Linked DNA regions of Gossypium raimondii: region 1 is linked to region 2. A link is a contact called in public Hi-C data. All regions are on one chromosome and are shown on one strand. Each heading gives the region's core, a stretch centred on a gene start, on an enhancer-like site or on the middle of the called end of the contact. The rest is flanking DNA. Distances are from core to core; before and after follow the strand shown. Region 1 holds the start of LOC105794305 (hypothetical protein). Region 2 holds the start of LOC105794303 (phytosulfokine receptor 1).

Evidence for each region. A called contact is a pair of places that touch in the nucleus more often than the background predicts.
Region 1: a contact with region 2 is called in a Hi-C map of leaf, with 2.2 times the contacts expected there. The contact joins the promoter of LOC105794305 here to the promoter of LOC105794303 in region 2. A contact is called at or near these places in 2 of 2 Hi-C or Micro-C datasets (both in leaf).

Annotation. Positions count from the first base shown.
Region 1 is chr3:41,727,543-41,734,437 of ASM2569854v1, reverse strand. It overlaps LOC105794305 (hypothetical protein), which reads right to left and starts at 3,773. Exons shown (of 6, transcript XM_012623418.2): 1 at 2,520-3,773; 2 at 1,421-1,476; 3 at 1,097-1,327; 4 at 712-1,003; 5 at 432-628; 6 at 1-315. The coding sequence starts at 3,572. The coding sequence ends at 162.
Region 2 is chr3:41,583,637-41,589,794 of ASM2569854v1, reverse strand. It overlaps LOC105794303 (phytosulfokine receptor 1), which reads left to right and starts at 3,818. Exons shown (of 1, transcript XM_012623416.2): 1 at 3,818-6,158. The coding sequence starts at 4,163.

The DNA of each region.
Region 1 (6,895 bases), core at 2,524-5,023, 140 kb before region 2:
CCTCTGAAACTGAGATATTATAAATATCTATATTTACGAAACAAAAAAACCTGACTCTTCCTGCCCGTTATAATTGCAGCTTCGTCCTATTGTTTTGTTTCAATGAATTTTCATTCCATCCCAAAAATAAATTTTATACTTCTGAAAAAAGTTTGGGGGGTTCATAAATTACCAGCCCAATCATAATCTTGATACACGAAGTGAATAGGGCCTCCATCAGACAAAAGATGCGTCAAAAGCCCCGCCCTGGTTGTATCCAGGTAATTCATCACCCACCTCAGCACATCTTTCTCTTGTCCAAAATCTACACTAAACCTGTTTCAAGGTAACCCCCAAAAAGAAAAACAATGCATGCATCAAGGCCATCCTTTTCCCTCTCAGTTTCAAAGTACATACTCATAAATTGGCATTAGTATGTACTGAAAACTTACCACTTGATGATCCTAGTTAAAGAAACAGTTCTCTTGTCTAGATTGATCTCTATGGCTCCATTCTGGAAGTACTCCCTTGCAGCACCTCTTAGCTCACCTTCAACACCCTGAGCAGTGAAAAACCTAACGGTGGGGCTTGACCTTGTTCCATTGCATAGTCCAAAATGGATCAATGGATTAACTTTAGCTGGAGCAAACTATCATTTTAAGAAGAAAAAGAAACCAGTTAAAAACGAGGCTGTAGGGCAAAGACAATTGATGAAGTTGGGGCCGGGGTTACCTTTAAGCGCCTGTCACCATTGCCAAAAGGCCTGACCAAGGAATAAGGTGACTTTCGATTGTTTCTAAGGATCCCATTCTGTATAACGCTGAGGCTGTAAGGGTAGCCCCCAATTACATATTGGAAATCACCGAAAAAAGCTCTTCTATCAAGTATTCCTTCAGGATGTCCAATGGTAATTACAGCATGGATGGCCATGGCATTATATAAGTTCAAGAAGAAGGCTAGTCTCTCGTCTGGACTTAGTAATTGAAGATCCACCCTTTGCAGATCTCGTGTCAAATTTAAGTACCTGCATCAAATCATTGCTTAGAAAACCGGATTACATGCTTAATCTATTGGAGTTGTTAATGAATTGAAAGAGGAGGAAACAAGGAAAAAAAACCTGCGGAATTCTTCACTCTTCCCGATCCTGTAATAGTCAACATGATGCCTGTCATCTGATGCGTATGCTTCGAGTATGGCGGTCATCAACCTGGCAAGCTTGTCGGCTAGAAAAGATGGGGATTTGGGCTCACCATCGTTGACTGAGATCCGAAAGTTGAAGCATGCTGTAATGAAGGGCTCATGCTCAAGGAAACGATAAAAATGTCTTCCTTCTTCAAAATCATTTTCCCTGCACCAACAATGGTATCATATACAAAAGCACAAGTATGATTAGGGGTCGACTAGAATAAATTGGAAACAGTGCGGGAGAGAATGTTTGTACCCGAAAACATGTTTGATAAAATGCTTCTGGGCCAGCTGCCTTCCAGTTTCAATTCCCTATAAAACACGTAAGAGTAATTTAATTATTTACTGTTGGTGCAATTTCAACAGTAAAGATGTTAATGTCAGTTAACAAGAAAACATTTTACATGTCGGATTTTTTAATCAACTTTTGAGAATTCACTTTCTTTGTTTCGTAAACTTTATTTTATTCATCATGGTATGGTATGACTCTATTCATGGTAGCAATAAAATAATGTACCCTTCAAGTCAAAACAACCTTTTTTCCATCATCATAATTACCATATTTTTAATGAATATAATCCCGTTTATTGTCTTCTTCAAATTCTTGAAAGAAACAAATGTTTTCGAGAAAAGTATTTGGTACAGGATAACACATGTTTTTTTTCTTTTAAAAGGTTAATTATAAAATAAAAAAGTGACGACTTATAGAATTAAAATGTTTCATTAATAATAAGATTATATGTATGTAATCATTAAGAAAATACATTCCATAAAATTTGTAATCATACAAATAGTCCCAAAACAAAACTCGCGTGACATATATAATAGCCCAATTATGAGAGAATTGGTATATACAATATAAGCCTATAAGTACAACTTAGGGTTTGCAGCTAATCTACCATAATTAGTGCTTAATAGGTTGGGTTAATCAATAAATATCATCCCTGAATGATGGTGGGTTAGTGCTGTCATCCCTTGCTTCGTGCAATCCATCATTAGTGTCGTGTAACGTGTTGGTTTTTTCCCCTAGTTTTTATTCATCATATATATTTTTTTAAAATCGAATTGTTAATGGTCAAGAAAATGCTAATAATTATTATAGGTCGCTATATTTCATCACTGTGAATGGAAGGGTGTTTTTTTTTTTTTTTAATATTTTTCATCTTTCACATCTATTTTTAGAAATATCACCATTTCCTTATTTATTTTCCTTTTCTTCCATTTATTTCACGATTTTTAGGATAAGTTACTTATTTTCATTATTTATTACCAAGTATAGCGATTTTATTAAATTAATTCCTAGTATTATTATTAATAAGCAACCAAAATTGAAAAAAGAAAAATAAATGAAATACCTTTTTCCTGCCGCAGTCAAGGTGGTGAATGATGACTTCCAACATATCATCACCGGCGAAGCAATTCTTGACGATCTTCATCTTAATCAGACGGTCCTGAATCGGCAAACTCTGTCTCAGAAGCTTCACAATCCCCAGCAACTCATCTTTTTCTTCTTCTTCTTCTTCATCTTCATCATCATCGAATCCATACACCGGTACTTTAGGAGCTCCGTCAGGGCATTTCTGGCTCAACAATTCCCTCATTCTCTTATCCAACTCCCCACTATTTCTCAACGAATTCAACGTCACTAACCCACCCAATAACTTCTCGTTGAAAAATATCTGAGGTACTTCCGATTTCCCCGTTCTTTCCACCAACTCCTTGGCTCTTTTGGGGAACACGTCGATGTTTATTTCCACGTACGGTAGCCGTTTTTCTCTGAAGCATTTCCGAACGGCGGTGCAGTCACGACAATTCGACCGCGAAAAAAACGTTATTCGACCTTTTAAATCAAACCTTTCGTCTTCGCTTTTCAGCTTCACTATGACTTTGACACCCGGGATTTTGATCTCCGTCACCTCCAAGTTTAACGAATCGTTTTTCACGACGAAATCCTGGCCGTCCTCTGTTAGCGACGATAAGCGTTTTATGATTGCCGCTGAGAGAGTGGTGCTTCGATCTTTTATGTACTTCCCTATGCTAGGCATGCTTTCGGCCGGGGATACGGATTGAGAGCGTTCCAATTCGGGCTGTGGCTGTGGCGGTGGCTGGGGTTTCGGGAAATGAGCTTGAGCCTTGATGGCTGGCATGTAGTTATTATAGCAATTAGTACCGTTGCTTTGAATTTGATGATTAACCTCCTTAGCGTTGGACTCTCCGATTTTATTCACTTCAACAGAATTCAAACTACAATCTTCCTTCTTTTCACTAATGATTTTCTTCATTTCCACATCAGAGAATCCAGCTCCGAGTTGATCATCCAGCTTGACGACGGTTCCGTTAACGTCGCCATTGGAAATATTAATTTTCTTATCATCGACGACGACGTCTTTGGGTGGCTCGGGGTTCATTTCTTTTTTATTAATTATTTCAGAAAGGGAGAAAAAGGAAACTAAAAGAAACAAGAATAAAGAATAAAGAAAAAGAGGTAACGAGAAAACGAAAACCAGAGCGATGAAAACGGAGTGATTGAATGGAGAGGAAATATAGAGAGAAATGAAAATCAAAATGGAAGGATATAAAACAGGAGCGGGGTGGGCTCTCAGGAAGAGGTCAAAAGACGTGAAGACAGAGCCTTCCTTTTTTATTTGATTCATAAATATTTGATTGATGAATATTACTTACCAAAAAAGAAAACAAAAAATAAGGTTAATTCCGACAAACATCCTCCACTTATTTTCTAAGTTTTAAATTCATCCATAATTAATTCATTAAAGCATCGATGGTACCTTTTTGCCAACTAGTTGCGAATTTAAGCTTTAAATATTAAGACCTGGATCAAATTATAAATATGTGTATCCCTATTCTATGACATATTAAAAATAATAAAAATGTCAATTGAATGATTATTTTCATTAACATATTAGATCTAAACTAACTCATGTGATACGTATACATATATTTATAATATGATTCATGCATTTTAAACGTATTCCATGTGAAATTAATGAACAAACTTAATTAATATAATTGTCGATACTTTAAAGACTATTTTAAAATTTAGTAATGAATTAAAATATAATCCATAGTTTGAGGATGTGAAGTTAAACCAAGCAATAAGAAGAATAGTGGGATTTGGCATGAGATTGAGTTGACACTTTGATATTGAGTGGCTAAACTTGGGTCCCAAATTAAGCGTAGTTTAAGGGGGAAAGATATTAGTTTGGGCTTAGTCAAAGGGGGCTTACAAAAGAAGTCAATTTGCTTTAGATATGGTTTCGGCTTTTGGAGAATAACCGAATTGCCATTGGGGGCATTGTTCATCAAGCTTCCCTCCAAGTGGCATTTGCTTGAATCGGACCAAATTGAAGCCGTCCAACACGTATTACAATTTTTTTTTTAAACAAACTATATATATTTTTAATTATTAAAAAAAACTTCTTACTCCACTAATCTTACAGGATAATTCGATATCAATTCGATTGGAAAATATTTAATATATTCTTTTCTTAAATATTTATTATTATCTTTTATCTTTCTTTATTTTTATATAGTTTTTAAATAAAAATTAAAATTGGTCTGTCTAAGTATTAAATCATGTTTAATAAATTTATAAACGAATTTTTTACCACTACAATCAATGATAAATAAATTAAATTTTAAATTAATTAATTTTTAACGTAAAATATTTTCTCCTACTAAATTTATGTATTTATACTATTATTTAAGTCCTCGCTAAATTAGTGTCACCTCAACCTAGTCATCAACTTAGTCAAAAATTACAAAAATACCCTTACGTAGTTAAAATAAGTTATACTAAAAATCCTATTACATGCGTATGTACATGGAAACCACAGATTTAGAATAAATATGGTTTGAAACTAATTAATCATAATAACACATGAAATATATACATATTTGAATGTATAAGTTTTTATCGTATCTGCTCTTTTTGATACAATGCCTAGAACTACCCATAGTCCTTCCTCAATCCTTAAATAGGAGAATAATGCGCTTTAGCATACTTGAACCTACGTCCTCCTAGACTGGCAACAATGCTGATGTCAATTAAGCTAAGACTCAATCGGCTATTGTGATTAATTAGTTCAAACCATATATTTCTTTATTTGTTGTATGTTATTTTTAAACACAAATTTGCATTCTAAATACATAGTTTCTCCACGCATATGTGTAATAGAATTTCTAGTATATTATAATTTTATTCTGAACTGATATAAACACTATGATAAAAATAGTTTACCCAATTACAAATAATTTATTTAAATAATTATAATAAAAATTAATTGTTATAATATATAATTTAATTGAAAAAAATAATTTTGAATTTAGACTAAAATAATTGGGGATCGACCCGATTAAGCAACGAACAAGTAAAAATTAGAAATTGAGCATACAAATTTAACGTGGAAAAACCCCTCCAAAGAGAATAAAAAACCACGGACAAAGATAATTTTACTATAATGGCAAAAGAATGAAGAGTATAAAGATGGAGATAAAAACTAAACCCCGAAACCCAAAAAATAAAGAACCCTCAAAACGTAAACACAAAATTCTCCAAAAGTGTTATGAGTTCTAATCTTTAATGGATGTATTTTCTAAGGTTGTAAAAGAGTCTATTTATAGGCTAAACTCATAGGTCGAATAATATAAAATAATCTAGACTAATCAGAGTTTGATTGAAACAAATAACAGAGTTTAACTAGAAGATTATTTCTCAAATTTAACTAAAATAGGAGTCATACTCAACAAATCTCCACCTTGACTCATATTTCCACAACGCCGTCTTTGTTAAAGCCCGTCACAGGCCTATCTTGAACTATGTAAAGAATTAACTGAGTCGAATTTTGGCTTAGGAACTGGAAGGCTTCTAGCCTTCGACTTGTACATTGCCAAATCAAAACTAACCTGAGTCTGATTTTCATGAACACAGTGCCCTAACTTTTCAAAACCTGCCTCCGAAAGAGAACCTCTCTTCAACGAAACAACCATACATTTTTCCTTCCTATGACCAAGTTGCCTTCGCTCCAAACGAGTTGACTTCGACTCCATAACGGACGAGGGACATCCGATTTCATCGGTCATTGTAGAACCTTCCAAAACTTAAAGACTGCTGATTCTTTTACCTTTTAACAAAATGAGAGTCCCACGAGACACCTTAATGCGACTCGACTCGATGTTGATCCTATAATCTTTTAAGTCTAAAATACTCAAGGAAATGAGATTCTTACAATATCGATACTGTTTGTCTCGCTTCTTTGATACTACCAAAACGGAAGCTTGCCTATTTGTCTTGTTATTCGAACCAAAATTATTGTCGAGTTTGTCTTTACTCAACAAATGACCCTTCACATCCTCGAACAAGAGTTTGTCTCTACCATAAATTAGGATCCCCCTGAAAGACTTGTATGAAGGGGGTAAAAAACACAATAATAGCATAGCCTGATAATCTGAACCTCAATGTTATTTAAATCATTTAAAAGGGTAATGAATTGACTGATGTGATCTCTAAGAAACTCACATTTGTTCATGCGAAACGTAAATAAACATTGTTTCAATACTAAACGGTTAGCTAGAGACTTAGTCGTATAAAGAGTTTCTAACTTTTTCCACAAGGTAGATGATGTCTTCTCCATCAATATTTCTTGCAATACCCTATTCGCGAGGCACAACTGGATTGCAGACACGGCCTTTTCATCAAACTCTTCCCATTCTG
Region 2 (6,158 bases), core at 2,569-5,068:
TGGGCAGGCACGGATGGGACGTCCGGCGGCGTCAGAAGGCCAAGGGTCAAAGACCCTAGATGCGGCGCTAGGGTTTTTTTTTTGAAACCCTAGCTTGACTTTGGGGATTGGGCCAGTCGGGTTATTGGGCTTAAGTTTGAGTTTTGGGCTTAAGTGGTTTGGGCCTGTAATGGGTTTGTCACTGGGTTAATTTTTTGTTGGGTTTGCGTATTTGTTTTTGTAATTGGGCCCCGGGTCAAAAATTGGGCCCTACAGTTATATTTACAAGTAATGATGGATAGATAACGATGCCTGTCGTTTGCTAAAACTCCACCGACCACCAGTAGTTTTTTTGAAAAGTGGGTGGCTCTTCGTCAATTTCTTAATTTGTTTCTATTTTGAGAATATTTCAAAATAATAAATGATTTCACGAATCGATTTGGACTTATGTTGTCTTAATTTTTATATGGGTTTTTTATTTGTTTTTCCATTATTTAATAAGTCTTCAATTTCAGAAGTTTTTTTGCTGCTCTTGTAGCACGGTTTTTAGCCTTACTTATGCATGTAATCTTAGTTTTACAAGTGATTTTTGGGATGATTTTGTTGTCGTCCTCTATAGTTTGGTGAATACTCGATTCTTTTGTCAATTTTTGCTCGCCGCTTTAGACCATCCGGGGTTGATTTTCTTATCATGTTTAGTGCTTGCAATCACTCCAGATATGTCGTGCTTGAGTTGTGACAGAGCCAATTGTCAATGTGTCAGAATGTTCTATTGATGCTGAGGCTAAAGCCTTTGTTGTGTTGACGGAGTTTGTCCTTCCCCATCTATGACGAATGTTTGTTATTTTTTTCCCTGAATTGTATGGTTCCATTCATTGAATGAATTAATGAATTTACCTTTCAAAAAAAAATTACTGTAAACACACTGAGGAGTAGTTATAGATATAATCAACACCATAAGCATAAATATTATCAACATTCATTGAACCTTAACTCGGTTAGTATCAATCTTGTTGTCAATGTAGAAAGACGTGGCTTTGAGCATGTTAAAGTACATTTGTCCTTCTATTTAAAGGTTGAAAGAGATTATGAATAATTTTAAACTTCATATATATATAAAAAAAAAGATGAATGAGATAATCTTCCTTCTACTTTGTTACAATGTCTACTATAAATACTATATACCTAAATTTAGTAAACAAATCCTTCTTTTTACTACATAAATTATAAATTTAATCAATCAAATTAATATATATTCATTATTTCCATATTATATTTAAGGGTAAATTACACCATTAGCCACTAAACTATGGGCAAGTTTTCATTTTGGTCACTTAACTAAAAAAAGTTATAATTTGGTCATTAAACTATTCAAATGTTTTCATTTAAGTTACTTGGTTGTTAAAATCGATATTATATGGCTTTCTCTGTTTATACTGCTTGCACAAGTCAAAAGCTCCCTTTCCCCTTCTCTTCTACAGTTCAATTTTCTTTCATGAAACATCTTTGGACATTACGAATCTAAGAACCAAAATTCAAATAGTTTTTTCTCCGATTTATAACACTGACCATCAAACTGACTTGAATCTAAGGTATGTTCTTTTACTCATCGATGGGTATTGATTCATCGTACCAATCATCGAATCATTGCTTGGAGTTTGTTGGTGAAACTTAAAAAAAAAAAAACTTAACAGTTCAGTGACTTAAATAAAAACTTTTGAATAGTTTAATGACTTAAATGAAAACTTTTAAATAATTTAAAGACTAAAATGTAACTTTTTTAATTAAGTAGCTAAAACAAAAATTTATCCATAACTTAATGACTAATGATATAATTTTCTCTCTATTTAAATATGAATATCTGAAAACTAAAGTAAAACATTTTCAAGCGAAAGATATGATAACAAGTTTTCATGTTTTAATTTAATTGATTCGATTTTAAAATTCCTAGAAATAAGAGTATAGGTACTTAAGCTTGGAGTTAATAATTTGGAACTATATTTGTAGGGCATATATAGGATAAACTTATGAGCCTTGTCCACTAGGGGTGTTCAAATGGTTGGCTAGATTATTAACCAAATCGAATCACTATTAATTAAATTATTCAAATGTAAAATTTTTAACCATTAATTGAACCAAAATTTTTTCAAATTCATTAATTTAACTGATATATTTCGGTTAATCGAATTATCGAAATTGATATATTTTTGTCTTTTGATTAAAATAAGTATAAAACATATAAAAAATACATTGCTAATGTTCATTTCTTTTAATAGTTCAAAAAATATATTATATATAATATATTGTTTATTTTGGTTATTTTGATTAATTCAGTTAATTATATTATTTCAAAACAAATTAATTTTATAACCAAAATTTTAAAAATCATCAATCGATCTCCAACTAAATTAAATTTAATCATCACCTAATTAATTGAATTAAATCAAATCCATCCATTAATTCAATTTTAACCAAACTACATCCAGTTCAACTGCACATAGACGCCACAATTAAACATTTAACTCACACCTGCGCCTTGGACCTTTTGCCAAATCAAACTCCACTATCAATTTCTAAAAGGAAGCCGCAGGCAGGCTCCAACAATCAAAATGAAACTCCAAAATAAACAAAGCTTTTATTTTTAATGGAACTTCTTAGTTAATGAAAATTTGATTTTGATTTTAATTTTAAAATTTTGATTTTGATTTTTTTGTTTTATTTATGTATTTTTAAATATTTTAAATTTTAATTTTGAAATTTTATGTATTTTTAATTAAAATTTTATGATTTTCTAAAATTAAGATTGAATTGATATAATGTATAAACATTGTGGGTTAATTTTATTAAATTTTTAGAATTAGGAACAAATTGATAGAAAATATTAAAAGCTAACTTTGTTATTACGTCTAGCCACATTAGCATTCCATGTGTTGGCCAAAGATATTTTAACGGTAGAGAGATTAAAATTACAATTGATCTAACTAAAGTGACTAAATTAACAACAAAAAATTGTGACCAAAACAAGAATGCATTAAAAGGAGATTATCTAAATAGTCTAATCTTTAATTTTTATATAAATTTTAATAATTATATTTTTAGGCTAACTATACAATTGTTCCCAAATTATATCACATTTCTCATTTAGGTACCTAAAATTTTATTGGAGGTAAAATGGTACTTAAATATAAGTTCTATCTTATTTTACCGTAAAAGTGTACAACATCTTATAAAAGTATATTATGTGTTACATTTTATTGAATGATATTATGTTTTAGAGTAAAATAAGATGAAGTTGATAGTTTAAATGCAATTTATGAGGAAAAGACCTACAATTGATATAGCTTAACAATTTTGCATTTAAGCATATTTTTACATGGAAATTTTCTCATCCTATATATAGTTTTCTTGGGAGGCATTTAGGCTATTTCCTAATAAATGTCATTAGTGATTACCAAACTTTGCTGCCCTTTAATTAGGCTGCTTTAGGTTTAATTTTGTTCTTATCCTAATTTGTAAGAGTATAAGTGAATTTTTTCAATAAATTTTTTATATTGTACAATTAAAATATTAATATTCACACATATAACAGGGATATATCCACATTAAACATCAAAGAGAATTCAGTAAATAAAAGTTTTTCATTTATTTCCCTTCAGTTTTTTTTAATTTTGAATAATAAAAATATAGCTGATTAATTTAGAAATTCACAAAGTCAGACTAGATTGTAATAAAAAAATAAGTAGTCAAAAGTTAAGAAAAGATTTTTTTTCTTTATAAAATCCAAAGGACATCTGTGAGCTGACCGGCCATCGCCAGTGATACCAACAGTTTACCGGTTAACCCATCGGATAGTTGTGTGCTTTCCATATGCCAACGGCTTTAATGGCGCAAAGCAACCTCTAAAGTCTAAATAAATAAAAAAATCCCCCAATATGAGAATAGAGAAGCAAAACAAAAGGCAATCTCAATTTCACTCATTTGACAATTGAAATCCGTGGTATGGCCAAATCCGTGTTGAAGTCAAAGCCACCATTTTGCTCTTCCTTTCCCTTTTCCTTCATCTCATCTCTTCTGTTTTGAGCTTTCACCCTCTCTCAACCCACATCGGAAAAATTCTTCTTTGGTAAAAGGGGTTTGCTTGTTTCTCGTCCTCAGCATACAAAGCTGCTCTCTTGTTGTTGATATGGGGGCTCAAGGCTGCTGGGCTATGGTTATTATTCTTGGGTTGTTGTTGCAACCTCAGTTTCTCAGCTCTCAAAACCTGACATGCAATCAAAAGGACTGGACTGCTCTCCGGTATTTCATGGACAATTTGACAAAAACACTTGAAGGTTGGACGACAAATTCCTCTGCTGATTGTTGTGAGTGGGAAGGCATAACCTGTGATCCTCCGTCTGCTGGTAGAGTAATCAAGTTGGTACTGCCCAATAAAAGGTTATCAGGCAAATTATCTGATTCTTTGTCTGGTTTGGATCAGCTTAAAACTCTCAATCTTTCCCACAATTTCCTTAAAGATTCATTGCCACTTTCTTTGTTTCATATGCCGAATTTAGAGCAACTTGACTTGAGCTATAATGACTTCTCTGGACTAATCCCTGAAAGCATCAATCTGCCTTCAATTCGAAGTCTTAACGTCTCTGCCAATTCCTTGAAGGGTTCCCTTCCTTCCCATATATGTGTTAACTCCTCCGGAATTGGGTTCCTTAGTTTGGCAGTGAACTATTTCTCTGGTAATATTTCACCAGGGCTTGGAAAATGTTCTTCCTTGGAGGAACTGTATCTTGGCACAAATCAACTCACTGGTGTGGTGACTGAAGACATCTTTCAGCTTCAAAATTTGAGACGTCTGGGGCTTCAAGATAACAACTTGGGTGGGAAACTTAGTCCTGGTATTGCTAATCTCTCTAATCTTGTTCGTTTAGATATTTCTTCAAATAATTTTTCTGGAGAGATCCCGGATGTGTTTAGTGAGCTAAAGAGATTTCAGTATCTTATAGCAAATTCAAATAACTTTAGTGGTGGAATTCCCAGTTCACTGTCCAATTCTCCAACCGTTAGTTTGCTGAATTTGAGGAATAATTCATTGGAGGGTTCTATATATCTTAATTGCTCTGCTATGGTTACTTTGAATTCTCTGGATTTGGCTACCAATAAGTTCACTGGGCCTGTGCCTGATAATCTTCCCTTATGCAGACAATTGCAAGATGTCAACCTTGCCCGCAATAATTTCAGTGGCCAAATCCCTGAGAGCTTCAAACAATTCCATAGCCTCTCTTATCTTTCCCTCTCGAATTCGAGCCTCCATAATCTTTCCTCTGCTCTTCAAATTCTGCAGCAGTGTAGGAACCTAACTGCTTTGGTTCTCACCTTGAATTTCCCTGTTGAAACATTACCTGATGATCCTAATCTGCACTTTGAAAAGTTGAAGGTTCTTGTTATTGCAAGCTGTCAACTTAGAGGTTCAATTCCCCAATGGTTGAGCAAGATTTCTTCATTGCAGTTGTTGGATTTGTCATGGAACCATCTGAATGGAGCACTTCCACCATGGTTGGGAAGCTATAGGGATCTGTTTTACTTGGACTTATCGAACAATTCGTTTACTGGAGAGATCCCTAAGAGTTTAACTGAATTACCGAGCCTCATTCATGGAAATATCTCACTGGAGGAACCTTCACCAGATTTCCCTTTTTTCATGAAAAGGAATGAAAGTGCGAGGGGATTGCAGTATAATCAAATTTGGAGTTTTCCACCAACACTTGAACTTGGTCACAACTTTCTTAGTGGACCAGTTTGGCCTGAGTTCGGGAATCTGAAAAAGCTTATTGTTTTTGATTTGAAATTCAATAATCTCTCTGGACCGATTCCGGAAAATTTGTCTGAGATGAGCAGCTTGGAGATTCTGGATCTATCACATAATGACTTAACTGGGACCATACCACCTTCACTGGAAAGTCTCAGTTTTCTGTCTATCTTTAATGTTGCCTACAATCGACTTTATGGGAAGATTCCTTCTGGAGGTCAATTTCAGACATTCCCGAATTCAAGCTTTGAAGGAAACAATCTTTGTGGTGATCATCGGTTCAGTTGTCAAGATAATACAAGTGAACATGTGTCTCCAAAAAGATCAAGAAAGAACAAAGATATCATCATTGGAATGGTTGTTGGAATCATATTTGGGA